4 separate regions of the Mus musculus genome follow, and all the other regions are linked to region 3. The links are chromatin contacts, called in public promoter capture Hi-C maps. All regions are on one chromosome and are shown on one strand. The core of a region is the stretch at or near the end of the contact, and the rest is flanking DNA. Distances in the headings are between cores, read along the strand shown.

Region 1 (3,842 bases), core at 414-2,913, 2.2 Mb before region 3:
CCACTCTGGCTTCTCCATGGAGAAGGGAGCGGGGCTGGAGTTCACTAAAAAGACATTGGCGATGAGGCCAGACTACAGAGGGGTCCTGGAGCAGAGGGGTGGTTGGAACATGGAGCAAAACCAGATGATTGATTATATATACATACATATATATATTTTATTTTCTGAGACAGGAAGGATGAGTTTTGTGGAAATGATCAGAGAATTCTTACGCTGGGCTAGACTGCGACACAGTGGCAGTACTGGAGGGACTGAGAGGAGTGGCTAATGAGCTGGGAGCCATGGGGGGAGGTGTTAAAGAGAGGGTGGGACAGGAGGAGTAGATGTGAGAGGCCATTGGTCTTTATGAATGAGTGTTGTAACCCTGAGTGTGAGAGGCTGTGACTAGTTCATTTTTAAGTTAGCATTTTCCTAAGTTGTATTCCAGAAAACTGTGACTCAGAGAGGTTAAATGACTTCTTCAAGATCACACAGCTAGAAACTGTTTAAAAAAGAAAACGAACAACAGGATCTGCTCACTAACGCCAGTGCTGAGGGGGAAGCTGAGCAAAGAAATAAGCCAGCGGGGCGCTGGTGGGTAAGGCTGGGCCAGATCACGAAGGAACTGGATCACCAGACTTGTCTTCCTCTGCAGGTAAGGATGAGGACCGTGCTTTGCAGACTGTCCTATGGCCAGTACCACGATCAGCAGTGGGACTGTGGAAAGTGCCTGGCTAGATTGAAAGCTCAGGACTTTTTATTTAAAAAGTATAGTGTTGGCACTGTAGATACTGGGGATACAATTATAAGCAAATCAAACACAATTCTTGTCCACATGAGAGTTTTTGTTGTTGCTGCTGCTGCTGTTGTTGTTTGAGACAGAGCCTCATTATGCAGCCATGGCTAGACTGGAACTGTCTATGTATGTATGCTTGCTTCTGCCTGCTGAGACTAAAGGCATGTGCCACCAGGCCCGGCCACGTGGGAATGTAACTAATCAAATAAACATGCAACCAAGTTTAGAACCTAAACCCCAAGAGCCAAGTACAGGAAAGTTGGTAACTTAGGAACTGTGATTTGACCTACAGAGGGAATAAAACCTCCTTGTTGAGACCTAGTCATCTACTGACACTAGTTCTAGGCCGTACTTTGCTGAGGAACTCACTGTGAGTTTAGGTAACTAAGTCATTGCCTTTCTGAGCCTCAGTTTCCCCATACATAAAGATAGGAGCACCGTGACATCTTAATTTTCCTTCTCTTCTGGCGGTCTGACCTTTCTCCACTGTCCACGGGTCTGTTTAGTACCCACGTTCTAAATGGCACCTGCATTCCAGGAAAGGCTTAAGTTCTCAGTAGCCATGGCAACCGCCTGGGCGTTAGAAGTAAAGTGATCACGACAGTGACGTAACTAATATGCGTCAGGTTATAATATGGCCTTGCCAGGTTATAATATGGCCACCACAGAAACAACTGACCAAGTCTCCCCATTAGATAACTACAGCTGGCCAGGCCCGAGGTCCGCTGCAGGTCACGAAAAATAAAAACAAACGAGCCACTACGGTCAACAACACTTCCGGACACTCCTACCCAGCCCTCTGTAAGGTACCAGCTCACCGCCTGTGACTTCCGTTTGTTGACCGGAAGATTGACAGCCTGTCCGTCCAATCACAATCGGACCCGCCCCAAAATCCAACCAGGAGCGGCATTGGGAGCAGGAAACTCCGCCTACCACAGTTGTGTGACGTCATAACCGCCATGGCCAGCTATCCAAACGGACAGGTGAGTTGTAGTGGCCCCTGCGTCAATATTTGGGCTTGTCTATAGATCCGGTACCACTCTCCATCCTCGGCTCTTTCTCCCCACTTGATCCGCAGCCTTTTCACGCAGAGGTTTACTTCAACAAGACTCTGTGTGAGCGAGAAACAGGAGGGCCAGTCCGTCGCGCTCGTTTTACGTCACATAGGACCACTCGAGGGGTTGTTTATATTGCGCAAAACTGGCTTTGGGGGTTTTGCTGTGAATTGATCCGGGCTGAACCGGACCAGGGTGCTTAACTCAGGTCTCCGTGGGGCGGAGTCCTCTGTGCTCTCGAGGCGTTTAGAGCTCTTTTTCCCTTGGAGTCTTTCTGGGCGTAACTTGATAAAAACAAGTTGCCCGACTCTCTCAGCACCGTCCTGCGACCGAATAATCTCGGGACAATCAGTGGTAGGAGGTACCAGAAGTGAGATTACACCCCTCACGGTTGTCCAGCGTCCTTTCACACGTAGGAAAAGTGAAACCCAGAGAAGATATGGAGTTTATCTAAGTTACCAAGTAGTTAGGCAGCAGAGCCAAGGTCAGAACTTGGGTTGTCTGCAACTGCTTCTTCCTTCCTTTCTAGCCTGCCTTGAACCAGCCGGGAACATCATTTCAGTGTGATTTATTTTGTGGCCAGAATTAGGTGACATAGAGGTGCCAAATGCAGTTTTGAGTTAAAAGTGGAGCCAGATCTTTGCCGCATTAGTTTTAAGTCTTTTTTTTTTTTTTTTTTTTTTCCTGATCCAGTTTCCTCTCATAAAATGGACCAAGTAGTAAGAGTCCACCCCTCACAGAGTTATTAGGAAGAACGATGTGATTCCTGTAGGCATATGCTATGCTATACGGTAAAGTGTAACATCACTTTGTAGGAGTTTTCAAAGCAGGCCCCTCACTTCGAAATAATTTGGACAAAATAATCGTCCTGATCACAGAGTAGTTTAAGAGATTAGTCTCATGTATGGAAAGTGGAATGCAAAGTCAAATGGGTTATTACCAAGCTTTGATTGGCCATAGTCACAGACTAAAAGATATTTAAAGGCCTATGTGGTTTATATAGCATTTCTTACATTTACTTTGTGTGTGTGTTGGGGGTGGGGAGAGGGCGGCTACACATGTGCACATGCACAGGAATTATTTTTTTCTCTATCATGTGGGTCTTGGGGATCAACCTTCTTGGGCCTTTCAGCAAGCCCCTTTACCCACTGAGTCATCTTGCTGGCTCCCACACAGCAGTTGGGCCCCCATTGTGCCCATATGAAGACCCTGTAAGCATGCAGGGCTTATTATTTTGACTTATAGCTGAGGAGCAAACCCAGAGAGGCTTAGAGGTCTCACATAGCTGGTGAGGGTGAGGCCAGGGTTAGAGCTTTGAATTCCACTTATTGCATACTTGGCAGAAGTGAGTAGAGGCCAGTGTGGGCTCCAAGTAGGAAGAACTACCACAGCCTGGCTTCCCAGACTCCGCCCCACTTGCTGGGTTTTGTGAGATGTTAATGGGTGCTCTTGATAGAGGATCCTGTGGTTAAGCAAGCTTGGGAACTGCTCTGTTAATACAGCGTGGTAATGCTCACTGCAAATCTCCCAGAAAGTCATAGAATGCGTCATAGTCCTAAAAACTTTCTTAACCAGGGACCACCCTACCCCATCTGTTTTGAATTACGTCTGCTCATTGTTTTGTGACAAGCTGGTGTTCCACGGGAGCTCAGGTTGGGAAAGCATTCCCATAGTACATATTTTTAGTGGCTGGTTTGTATCAGAATTACCTGAGAGCTTGTTTAAAGGACAGATTTGGGCCCCATCTAAGACCTGCTCTAAGCTTAGATGGCACAGATCCCACCCCCAAATTGTGAGGGGTGTGTGTGTATTTACCTGTGTGGGGACAGTAAACATCTGTAAACCAAAAGTTGACAATTGAGTGGCTGCCTCAGTTCTCAGTTGTTCCCCAACTTATTTTTTGAGGCCATCTCTCAATGAACAGGGAACTCACTGAGCCAGATTATCTAGCCAGTGAGGGATCTTCATTGCCTCTGCCTCCCCGGGCATACTTTGTCCTACCTGGCTGAGGA
Region 2 (3,583 bases), core at 148-2,647, 2.6 Mb before region 3:
GCGATGTCGATGTCTGCAGGTCCTCCTTACACAGTGCTCGGCTCACACCTGGGAGTCTCCAGTCTGGCCAAGAGCCCCTCCCTACTCACCTCTTGAACTTGGCTCGCTGCTTGGGTGATGGCAAATGAGGGAGTCCCAGAGCCAAGGAGCCACTGTGGCTGGTGGGCACAGGGACTCTGCGCAGTGTGCCTGGGGCCTGTGCTGGTTGGGTCAGGCAGGGCTTAGGACTCCGTTTCTTCTTTTTGTCTTCCATTGGGTGGTGTGTTGGACCTCAGGTCTGGGAAGGAAGGGGGCAAAATCATCCCTTCACTCAGCACCCTCTTTCGTCTGAGAGGAAGGGTCTTCAGATGTATCTTTGTCCATCAGTCAGGAGCTCTGTCCTCTTGTCTGTACAGGGTCATATGCCAGCCTGCTGCTGGACTGTAGCTATGCATCTGAAGGACCTCCCAAGGCCAGCAAAGCCCTTTTCTTCCTGACAGCCCCATCTGCCTGCTGGAGAGGGCTGGCCCAGACCAGGGTCATCTTGCTGTTTTCCTGTCACTACAGCCCAGAGCCTGGGGCTGTAGAGGAAGATGCTCAGGAGACAGGGTGGATGTGACTAGGGGAGCAAGCTGAGGATCAGGAGGCCATTTGCTAGGCAACGGTCTGTATATGGCAGCGGATACTGACTAACTGCATGAGGTGCAACCAAGGTAAGGCAGGGACACCTGGAAATACCCTGGTGTCAATCATATGGACCAGGAATAGCCGGCTCATCACTGGCCTCTCTTCCACTTCACTTCAACTACACATGCCAGGGCTGCCCAGAAGTTCCCAGGACAGCTTCTAGTCTCTTCTTTTTCTAGTTAGAAAGTCTTTAGGGGCTAGACCTCCAACAATGTAACTCTGACTTGATTAGCTTAGCTTGACTCCCCTACAGCCCCATCACCTAGGTATCTGGTCTGCTGAGGTCCTCTCCAGGGGAGGTCTCAGCTCCCTCACTTTACTTCCGAGAGGGCGATGGTCAAATCGGAACATTAAGCGTTTAAGCTGGCATGGAACAGCTGGGTGGCATCAGTGGGGCTCGGGGGTGGGGTGGGGGGTGGTGGTGGTGGGAGACAGAACTCTTTTTCTCTCCATGTAGCAGCAGTGTGACCCAGTAAGAGACCTGATGGAAGCGGCAGCCAGAGCGACTGTGATCCGCCTGAGATGTGCCTAAGGAAAGATTCAGTTCTCAATTCGGGCTTCAAAAAACAAGCATCAGGTGCGGCACCCCGCCCCCATCCTCCTCACTCCCTTCTCGCCCCCTTGGGGTTCTACTGACCTGGAAGTTTGGGGTCTGGAGTGTGAAACAGTGCTTCTTTGCAATCTCCCTTCACCCTGCTTTCTCTCTCCTCAGGGGAACTGGAGCTGGAGGGAGCTAAGCTGGCTGGAGATGATTTGCATTTAAAGAGAAAGTAGCCCTCTTTGGATTCCCTGGGAGCGGAGCCGGAGGAGAGTACTTCCGTCGATTTAACAGTTCCCCTTCCCTACCTCCCACAAGAACTAAAGGAGCACTGTTAGTTACGGGATATGGATTTAAAATCATTTCCTTTTCTTGTCACGTTTGGAGGGGATCCCTTACAAAATGGTGGTGGCTTTGTTTGCAGCAGGGGTGGTAGGGAAATGATGGGGCTAAATGAATGTGTGGGCAGAGGCAATATATAAGTATACGGGAAAATGAGGGGCGGACACCAGAAGGAACAAAGACAATCAGTACCCAGCACCCTGTTAAGCCTTTTATGTACATTCAATCCTGAGACATAACTGTTATCCCGATTTTACGGAAAATAATCAATTGTCACTCATTCCTGGGCACGGTCGCTGTCCTGTGACATCCAGATACTCCTAGCCTGTAAGCGCTGAAGAACTGACAGGGCCTCTCCCCACCTCCGAACCAGAGCAAATAGGATCCCAAGCAGGCTGGCAGGAGGTGGGGCGTGAGAGCTCCGGAAGGAGGCTGGCCCAGAACTGTTGGCGGTTGTGCTGCTGGAGGAGGGAGGTCCCACCAATGAGGCTATTTGAAGATCTGGCAGAGGAGTCTGGTTCAGATCTCCAGAACAGCATCCGATGCCACAGGAGAGGGTGTCAGGCTGCCCAGCAGGCTCAAATTAAAGCGACCTAGGCAACAAAGCATCCATCTTCCCTTTTCCTTTAGCAACAACAGTAGGTTTCCCTGGCTGTGGGCACCCAGAGGTGTTGCTTCTGGGATCTTTTCCAGGTGCTGTTAACATGCAAACTGCTCTAGGAAGCAACTCTAATCCAAGACTTCTAAACAACCAAGAACCGGAGGGAGGGGAGCACGCTGGAAGGTCCCTTTCCTCTCAGAATTGCTGCTGGAGCAGGGTGCCAGCTTCGTTCATCAAAGTGACAGTGGGCCCAGGAGCACCCGGGGTTGCCACCTTCAGCTGCTTCCCTGAGGAGCCAGAAGCTTTTGCGGAGCCACTTGCGCTTGCAAGCTCCTGATGCGGAGGCAGGAAAGGAATCCTCTCCACCCCTACTGGAGGACTTTTAGAATCAATTTGTCTACCGCTTCTGGCTAGAAGGAATCAAGGGACAGCCCCTATAAAGCTGAGCAGTTCCATCTTTTCTGCCCAACCAACCCAGAGACCTGGTGCTGGCTGAGGCCACCTACAGTGTCCCTTAGAGGAAACCAGCTGAATTAGGGAACTACTAAGGCCGCGCGCATGCGCATTTCCCCAGGAGGGCGAGAGCACAGACCCAGTAGCTTCCTACCCCTTACTCAGCTGTGTGAACACCTTCCTTCAATAGGTCCTCAAGGCCCTCTGGGTCTGCTCTGAACTCCTAAGGAACACCTAAACACAAACCTCATCTCTCCCCTCACCCTCCTGGGCACCTGTCTCACTAGTCTGCTTCTGCCTTTGGGTTAAAGGCATGTTCTCCCACACTAGGTTCAACTGAGTATTGGATGAGGTCATGACTTGTCTGTCCTTCTCAGGACTTCTGCTTTAAAGCTTTGTTTCCTCTCAGTAGCTACGTTTTTTTTTAAAAATTACATGTATTATATGAGCACCAGTGCATGAGTGGCGGTGGGTGTCAAGCTGTATATATGGAGAACAAAAGGCAACTTGAAGGAGCAGATCCTCTCTAGCATCTGGGGAGCCACCCCTCCTCCTCACGCCCTTTTTGAGACAGGGTCTCACTACAGCAAACTGGAACACTACATGTGCATCAGGCTGACCTCAGAGTGCTGGGAACAAGGGCACCCCACCTGGAGAGCCTCAGCCCCGCCCCTTGAGATAGGGTTTCTGCTCATATAAGCCTAGCTGATATTGCCCAAGGCAGCCTTGAACTCATAGCAACCATGCCTCAGCCTTTCCATGCTGGGATTGCAGCTGTACACACCTTATTGAAATGTCTAACATTTTTTACTTATGTCCTTTGATTTTTTTTTTTTCTATGCCAAGAGCAAACACAGCTAAAGAATCTGTCATGGTCCTCAACTTGTGGCCAGGAGGATGTGGGACGATGACCGGCCACTGCCACTCTGCAGATCCAGAAAGATCCAATAATTCGATTGGCTGAGATACAGGTAAGGCAACAG
Region 3 (3,679 bases), core at 47-2,546:
TGTTTGAAGGAATCAAGGAATACGTTTTTAAAAGTCACCCCTCTAAGAGTGTAAGAAATCAAAACAGGGCCCAAACTAACCCAACAAAGCTCAAATACACCTACTCAATGAACTTAAGTATAAAAGAAAAACAAGTTATTATATGGTTGAAAAATTAGAAGCGTTAGGCCCAAGCTCTTATGAAAACGTTCCATAATACTAGCCAAGGAAAGGGGGCTGGGCAGATGGCAAGAGTGTACAGATGTGGAGAAAACCCCTACTTCCTGGTTCTCCTAGAGTCAGTAACAGGTCGCATTTTGAGAGCTCAGGGTTTCCTTGCTCCTTGGACAGCCAGGTCAAGACCCTCGGGTAAGATTCTGCCCACATTTCTCTTGCCTCTCAAACCGAGGACACCTGGCCAATTCCCTGTCATTTCTGAAAGCAAGGGGTACCCTCTTCCCAGCAAGTACCTTCTCACTAACCCCATAACCTTAGGCTTCCCTCGTCTCCTGACGCAGGAAACCACCCTACTCTCCACCTAGCCACCGGAGGCCCTCCACTCTGAAGCCCTCACGGGGACCCTTCTCCTTCTTACTGCCCTTCATCTTGGGAAGGACGCTGCCTCCTCTCCTAAGCCCTCCAAAGGACCTTCCTCCTCCTCCTCCTCCTCCTCCTCCTCTCCAGGTCTGGTGGCCCAGGCCTCTCCCCTCGGGCGAAGGCTTGACCCTATTCCCTGCACCCCACCCCCACCCCAGCACGCCGCCCTCTCCCCCGACCCGGCCCGACCCAGGCCTGACCCAGCTCCTCCGCGCAAGGCCCAAGCTCCCAAACCCCGTATTTTTGGGGTGGGGAGGGATTCCCCTGGCCCCTCCGCGAGGACTTCCGGGCCCCTCGGTCCGGGGGCGCCGAGCCTTCCCCACCCCCCCAACCCCCGCCCAGTACGGGGTTCGTAGGACCCGGAGCCTAGGCCCGGCCGGCCACGCTGGGGGCGGCCCGGCGGCTCGGGCGGACCCAGCGGCAGCGTCCCCCCACCCCCCCCGCGGCGCCGCGACGTCCGCTCGCTCCCCGGCGGCGGCGGCGGCACGCACAGGGCGTGGGGAGGCGCCCGCGGAGGCAGCAGCCCCCCGCCCCCTGCGCGCCCGCCCGCCCTCGCCCTCGCCCTCGCCGTCGCCGTCGCCGGCCGCCGCGCGGCCCCCGCGCCCGCCCCCCCCCGCCCCCAGCCCTCGCCGCGCCGCGCGCCCACCCCTCCCCCTCCTCACCGTCTCCGTCGGGCGGGCGGGCGGGCGGCGAGCGGCCAGGGCGGGCGGGCGACGGAGCATGCGCACAAAGCCGCCACGGCGGCCGCCGCCACCGCCGCCGCCAAGCCGGGCTCCAGCACTTCCGGCCGCCGCGGCGGGCGAGCCGGCGCCTTAAAGGGGACGCGTCCTTATTGCGGGCCGCGCAGGGGATACACCTCCCCCCTCAGCCTAGCGATTTAGGGGAGCCTGAGAGCTTAGGCCTTCGGTCCTAGAAAGGCAGTGTTGGAGAAGTCGCGGGAGGCCCCAGGGGACTGAATAAGGTTTAGATGCAGAGGTCATCTCGCCCTGACTCTTGTGGAGGACTAGGGCTTTTCTTTCTCCAAATCCTCTTTATTGACGCTTACAATTTATCAGGATTTCAGGTTACCAATGTGGAATGAAAAGATGCTGCTGAGCATAGATAGTAACCCCTTCCCGCGTCCAAACCATGGCTCTTTGCGCAGGTTTTCCTGCTTGTCCGGGTTCGGAGTTCAAATTTGAACTTCCTTGGAACCGGTACAACAACTGTGCAGTGACTTGACAACTCTAAGCCACCTATTTCCCGAAAGGTACATGTCGTTCATGTACAATGAAATGATACTTGAAAAGTACTTGGGCAAGTTTCTGAGGCCGGGGAATAGTAACTGACAAGCTTTAAGGCAATGTGGTCAGGCCTTGGGGTTAGATGCTTTTGGTTTATAAATTCCTCAGAGCCACCTTACTCTTTCATTCTCATCTTTGAAAGTTAAACAGGAACGTCGGCACGTGCTGGTGGTACACGCTTTTAATTCCACAATTCCTGTCTAGCCTGGTCTACATAGTGGGTTCTAGGCCAGCTGTGGCTACATAATGAGACCTTGTCTCAAAAAAAAAAAGCAAGCCAAACGTAGAGATGAGGGGTGTGAGGAGGGAAGTAGGTCGGTAGGTAGAACACGTGCAGAAGACCCACAAGGGTTATTTCCCATCTTTCTTCCTATAGACATTGTGTTGTATCTGTCTTCTTTGCTTCCAAAGGGCAGGTTGTGGGCTGTGTGTGTGTGTGTGTGTAGAGATGGCACGTTGGGTGCAGGCTCCTGACCACCTGAGTTCCACCACTCGAACCTACATAGTGATTTTTTTTTTTTTTTTTTTTTTAATTGAGACAGGGTTTTCTGTGTAGCCCTGGCTGTCCTGGAATTCACTTTGTAGACCAGGCTGGTCTCGAACTCAGAAATCCGCCTGCCTTTGCCTCCCAAGTGCTGGGATTAAAGGAGTATGCCACCACTCTAAATGTGATTTTTAAAAAAGATATATAAGTGTGTGAGAGCGGGTTTTTTTTTTTTAAGATTTATTATATGTAAGTACACTGTTGTCTTCAGACACTCCAGAAGAGGGCATCAGATATTGTTACAGATGCTTGTGAGCCACCATGTGGTTGCTGGAATTTGAACTCAGGACCTTTGAAAGAGCAGTCAGTGTTCTTAACTGCTGAGCCATCTCTGCAGCCCTTGTTTTGTTTTTTAAGAATTTATTTATTTATTTCATATATGTGAATACACTGTCATTGTCTTCAGACACACCAGAAGAGGGCATCAGATCCCATTACAGATGGTTGTGAGCCACCATGTGGTTCCTGGGAATTGAACTCAGGACCTCTGGAAAAGCAGTCAGTGCCCTTAACCACTGAGCCATCTCTCTAGCCCTTTTTTTGGTTTTTTGAGACAGGGTTTCTCTGTAGTCCTGGCTGTCCTGGAACTCACTTTGTAGACCACGCTGGTCTCAAACTCAGAAATCCACCTGCCTCTGCCTCCCAAGTGCTGGGATTAAAGGCGTGCGACACCACGCCCAGCTTTTCTTTTTTTTCTTTTTTGGATGTGAGAGCATTTTAACTGAGCAAGCACGAAAAGAAACATTGGGGGCTGGAGAGATGGCTCAGCAAGTAAGGTGTGTACTGTTCTTGCTAAGGATCTGAGTCAGGTTCCCAGCACTCATGTGGGTTGACTCATTATTGCCTGTAACTCTTATCTCTAGGGGATCCAACTCCTGTTCTGGCCTCCGGTGATACTGCATTCACGCGAACAAACACACATACAGTTATAAATAAGAAATAAGATCTTAGGGGCTGGATGAGTTGGTTCATTGGTTAAGAGCACTGACTGCTCTTCAGAGGTCCTGAGTTCAATTCCCAGCAACCACATGGTGCCTCACAACCATCTGTAATGGGCATCCAATGCCCTTTTCTAGTATGTCTGGAGACTGCGACAGCTCTGAAGGGGAAAGCCTAGGTCAGCCACTGGGTTCAGCAGGAGAGCTGTTCCTGCTGGGTGGAGTCCTCTCTGAGGCTGGGGACTAAATGGAGCTGGATGGCAGTGAATGGAGCTTGTAGGGAAAGCACCGAGGAGGAGCGACAACTGTGATTGTGTTTCTTTATTATGTTGCTTGAA
Region 4 (3,857 bases), core at 155-2,654, 2.4 Mb before region 3:
CTAACCCACTTCTCAGGCCAGCCTCCAGAGCCTTTTCCTGTTCCACTTGGCAATAGCCCAAACCAGCCTCCCAACTCACCGGGTAACCACATTTTCCAAACAAGAAATCAAGATGCATGAACTGGCTTATAACTTCTGGCCAGGTTTCAAAAGCAAAAGGCAAACAAAAACAAAACAAAACAACACAACACAAAAAACCTCCTTCCATTAGAGAATCTCTAAGATAATCTTCAAAACTGTTAAAATCCAACTCAAACTTTTTTTTTTTTTTGAGGCTCCCAAGAGTTGAATTTAGGGCCTCACATGCAAGGCAAGCTTTTCCCAGAGTTCTATTCCCAGTTCCAATTCTAGAGGTGCTTTCTTTCTGTAGACCAGGCTGGCCTTGAACTGGGTTTAAAGGCATAGGCCACCACCGCCAGACTTTTTTTTTTAATCACGCCCATTCTTCATACTTTATTTAAGTATTGAAGAGTATCTGTGCTGTGAAGACAGTATTCCGCTTAATAGTTGAGAATACCTAGGAAAAAACTTTTTCCTTAATTCTGCATTTCCGTATCTAAAGAGTCTGTGTGTTGCTTGCCCGATAGAGGTCTGGGGAGCAGGGCAGAGAGACTTCGCAGAGATGTTCGAGGCCTCCAGGAAGGACAGCCAAGTATAAGGTACTCGGTTCCCCACTTCTGAGCTGGAAATCCCCGAGCTCAGGCCCCGGTTGCCGCCCAGTCCCAGTCCCAGACCCAGCGGGATCTGGCTCGAGGCGCCTCCCGGGATCCGGAATCCGCCCGCGACCTTGCGGGTCACTGGGTGGCCAGAGGCGCTAACTTAGACCCAGGTGCGGATGGGCGAGTCGCAGAGTGGGCGGGCGCTTCCCTCAGCCACGTTCGTCACCCCGCTACCCCCACCCCGCGCCGGTCACATGTATACGCCTTCCGTCGCCCCCAGTGCCGAGCGCAGCAAGCCACGCGGAGGCGGAGCGCGGGAGGCGCCCAGGGCAGTGGGTCAAAGCTCTGTAGGCAGAGTGGGTGGGGCCAACCGCCGCGAGCCGCCGGCAGCCAATCATCGGTTCCGAGGGCGTGGCTGCGCCGCGCGCGCCGCGCCCCGCAGCGCCCCCTGAGGGGCGGCGGCGGGAGCTGGTCCGGCTGCGCGCGCAGCGGTGGTGGCGGCGGCGCGATCGGCCGGGCTGTAACCGTCGTTCGTCCGGGAGCGGCTGGAGCGGCAGCAGCGGCCGGGCACGGCGCGAGGCGACGCCAGCGGGCAGCGGCGGTAGCGGGGGCAGCGGCGGCAGCGGGGGGGGAACACAGCGGCGGTCGCGGCAGCAACAGTAGCAGCAGCAAGACGGACTCGTGGACACGCGCCGCCGCCGCCGCCGCCGGGCCGGGCCGGGTGTCGCGCGCCGAGGCTGGGGGGGAGTCGTCGCCGCCGCCGCCGCCGCTCCCGCCGCCGCCGCCGCCGCCGAGGTGACTGAGGAGAGAGGCGCCTCCTCGCTCCCGCCTCCGCCGGCCTTCAATGCCCAGTCCCCAGCTTGCCAGCGTGAGTGCGCCCCTCCCGGGCGGCCCCGCGCGGCGCCCGGGCCTCGGGCAGGGGAGGGCGGGAGGCGCCGCTGCCATTAGAGCAGGCCCGAGACACGTCCCCGGAAGGAGGGCCGGGCCGGGCCAGGGGCGGGGAGCGCGGCTCGAGGTGGGGTGAGCGAGCGAGAGAGCGAGAGAGCGTAGAAGAATGCGGGAGAAGGTGCGTGTGCGGGCAGCATGTGTCCTTGTGGGGGCGAAGGTGTGGTGAGAGCGAGTGGGGACGAGGAGGAGCGTGGCGGACTAGGTGGTGTGCAGGGGTGCGCCTGCGTTTGTCCGGCGCGTGAGCACAGGCATCCTGGAGGCCCCTTGGTCTTTGTGTTGATAGGGAACCCTTCGCGTCCAGGGACTTAATTCACTCAAGCGTGGGATCCCTGAGTTGCAGTCAAGTAAGAGAAAAGGGTCTGAGTCTCCCGTGACGCTGATCTCTGGCGTTCTTTCCCCTTTTCGTAAAAATGTATTGTAAATTTATGAATTTCCAGAGATGTCTTTGCCATCCTCCCCACCCCCATTTCCCAGCGCTAACCATCCAAGCTTGACTCTTGTCCCGGAGTCTGAGTTTTAGCCGGTAAAGTATTCGGAAGCGTAAACTTTTTTTTTTTTGGCAAATGCTCAGTGTTGAGGTCAAGGCTATTTAATGAGGTAAGCCGCGGTATCTTTTATCTGTGACTCTCTCGTATCCTTCTGCAGAAAAGCGCCTAAGAAACGGTCATAAATATCGATAAAGTGCCATAGTTTAGTTTCTGCCCTTGGATTTGTCACGAAGTATAAAGTGACTAATCTAGCGTCATTGTAGGCATTCAGCAAATGTTTCAGTTTGGAGTCGCTATTGCTGGATTAGTATATGGTATTTACTTGCTTCCCCGCTCTGTGTTACTGAGCTGTTTCAGACAGGAAGTGAGAGAAGTTGAGCCTTGTTAGTGTGCAAGAGGAAACTAAGACTATAGAAGAACTCACATTATCAGAGCTTCGTTTTTTGATCCTGACACTCTTAGTTTTGGATCGGATGATCGGAAAGAATTGTTAATGGACTTTTTCTATGGGGGATGCAGAAGAAGTTCTTTTGTTTCATTTGTTTTATTGGACTTTTAGAAGTTCCAAATAGGTTCTTGATTTGGTATCATCTCAAATGCTTCATAACAGGTTGGCTTTGAACTCTGATCTTCCTGCCTCAAGTCTCTCCCAAGTGTTAAAGGTATAGGTATATAAGTAGGCTGAGTTGGGGATTTGAGATGAACTGTTGATAAAGATTTTCTGTTTAATGATGTAATCATAGAAGGTAATTGGAAATAAGTGAGTAAAACTGAGCCTGGTGGCAGAGGTCTGTGATCTCAGCTCCTCGGGCATCAGAGGCCAGAGGATGGAAGGTTTCAGGGGCAGTTTGTGAAACTTTGTGAGGCCTAAATCTCAAAATAGTAAAAAAAAAAAAAAAAAGGAGGGGGGGTGTTCAAAATAGTAAAAGGGATCTGAGGATAGCTCTGCCGTAGAGCACTGCCTCGTACAAAGAAGAACTCAGTTTAATTCCTAGTGACACTACTACAAAAAAATGTTGGGAATAAGGAAAGTTAAAAAAAAAGGTGGTTCTTTGTGATAGTGGGTATAGAATTACAACAAAATTCAATATGAAGTTATCTATCATAGTTCTTTTGAGGTCAGGTCTCATCCTGTAGCCTGGCCTGGAACTTAACTGCTGGCCTGACATTTGTGGTATTCTTGCTGCAGCTTTCCAGCTGCTAACATGGCAGGCATGACCCCACTAAGCTTGGGTAGAAATGAATGGTGTATTCTTAGTGTGTCCTCTCAGAAACTGGCATCCCCTGCTTGAGAGGCAGAATTGTCTTTTCCTGGGAGGTGGGAGTGATTAGTAATAAGTGCTGCTATGCTTCAGGTGCCTTTAATATTCATTTATCACGCCACGAAGGGGAGGTTAGCCTTGTTGGCATTTGTTTGGCAGGCTTTTTGAGATGCTTCTGTTTGTTTGCTAGGCACTGGGGGTTTGGTGATGTGCCCCCTGGACTTAGTGAGATAAGAGACGCATGGGCAGCAGGCACTTTGTTCAGTAGCTTGTCCCAGGTCACACAGATGATAAGAATTGGATTAAAAATGTTTAAGGTCATTTTTCCAGAATACCAAACCATTCTCTCAGTAGCATATCTGATTTTGAAATTTCTCATCCTTAGAATGACCTAGCAGTTTGCACACAGGAGAGCTGGGGAAGCCAATGGAGAGGACAAGTGCCTTTGAGGCAAGAGGATGGTTGGAGGAGATGCTGACTTGAGGCATGTGGGGTCCTAA

Evidence for each region. Promoter capture Hi-C pulls out the DNA fragments that hold promoters and counts their contacts.
Region 1: a promoter capture Hi-C map of liver shows a contact between it and region 3, with 2.9 times the contacts expected there. The contact joins the promoter of Pef1 here to the promoter of Gmeb1 in region 3.
Region 2: a contact with region 3 is called in a promoter capture Hi-C map of liver, with 5 times the contacts expected there. The contact joins the promoter of Ccdc28b here to the promoter of Gmeb1 in region 3. A contact is called at or near these places in 2 of 39 promoter capture datasets (liver and pre-B cells) and 1 of 9 other capture datasets (liver).
Region 4: a contact with region 3 is called in a promoter capture Hi-C map of liver, with 2.4 times the contacts expected there. The contact joins the promoter of Ptp4a2 here to the promoter of Gmeb1 in region 3. A contact is called at or near these places in 3 of 39 promoter capture datasets (liver and pre-B cells).

The regions. Positions count from the first base shown.
Region 1 is chr4:130,105,893-130,109,734 of GRCm38.p6, forward strand. Pef1 (penta-EF hand domain containing 1) reads left to right here and starts at 1,664. Exons shown (of 5, transcript NM_026441.4): 1 at 1,664-1,758. The coding sequence starts at 1,735. Gm40258 (a long non-coding RNA gene) reads right to left here and starts at 2,226. Exons shown (of 2, transcript XR_868200.3): 1 at 1,709-2,226.
Region 2 is chr4:129,622,511-129,626,093 of GRCm38.p6, forward strand. It overlaps Ccdc28b (coiled coil domain containing 28B), which reads right to left and starts at 1,398. Exons shown (of 6, transcript NM_025455.2): 1 at 1,304-1,398; 2 at 90-277. The coding sequence starts at 253. Gm34305 (a long non-coding RNA gene) reads left to right here and starts at 276. Exons shown (of 4, transcript XR_376684.4): 1 at 276-692; 2 at 1,124-1,243; 3 at 1,379-3,571. Txlna (taxilin alpha) reads right to left here. Exons shown (of 11, transcript NM_001199695.1): 11 at 3,567-3,583.
Region 3 is chr4:132,260,253-132,263,931 of GRCm38.p6, forward strand. It overlaps Gmeb1 (glucocorticoid modulatory element binding protein 1), which reads right to left and starts at 1,297. Exons shown (of 10, transcript NM_020273.2): 1 at 1,239-1,297. It overlaps Gm28874 (a long non-coding RNA gene), which reads left to right. Exons shown (of 2, transcript XR_390809.4): 1 at 1-348.
Region 4 is chr4:129,819,075-129,822,931 of GRCm38.p6, forward strand. Ptp4a2 (protein tyrosine phosphatase 4a2) reads left to right here and starts at 1,405. Exons shown (of 6, transcript NM_008974.4): 1 at 1,405-1,527.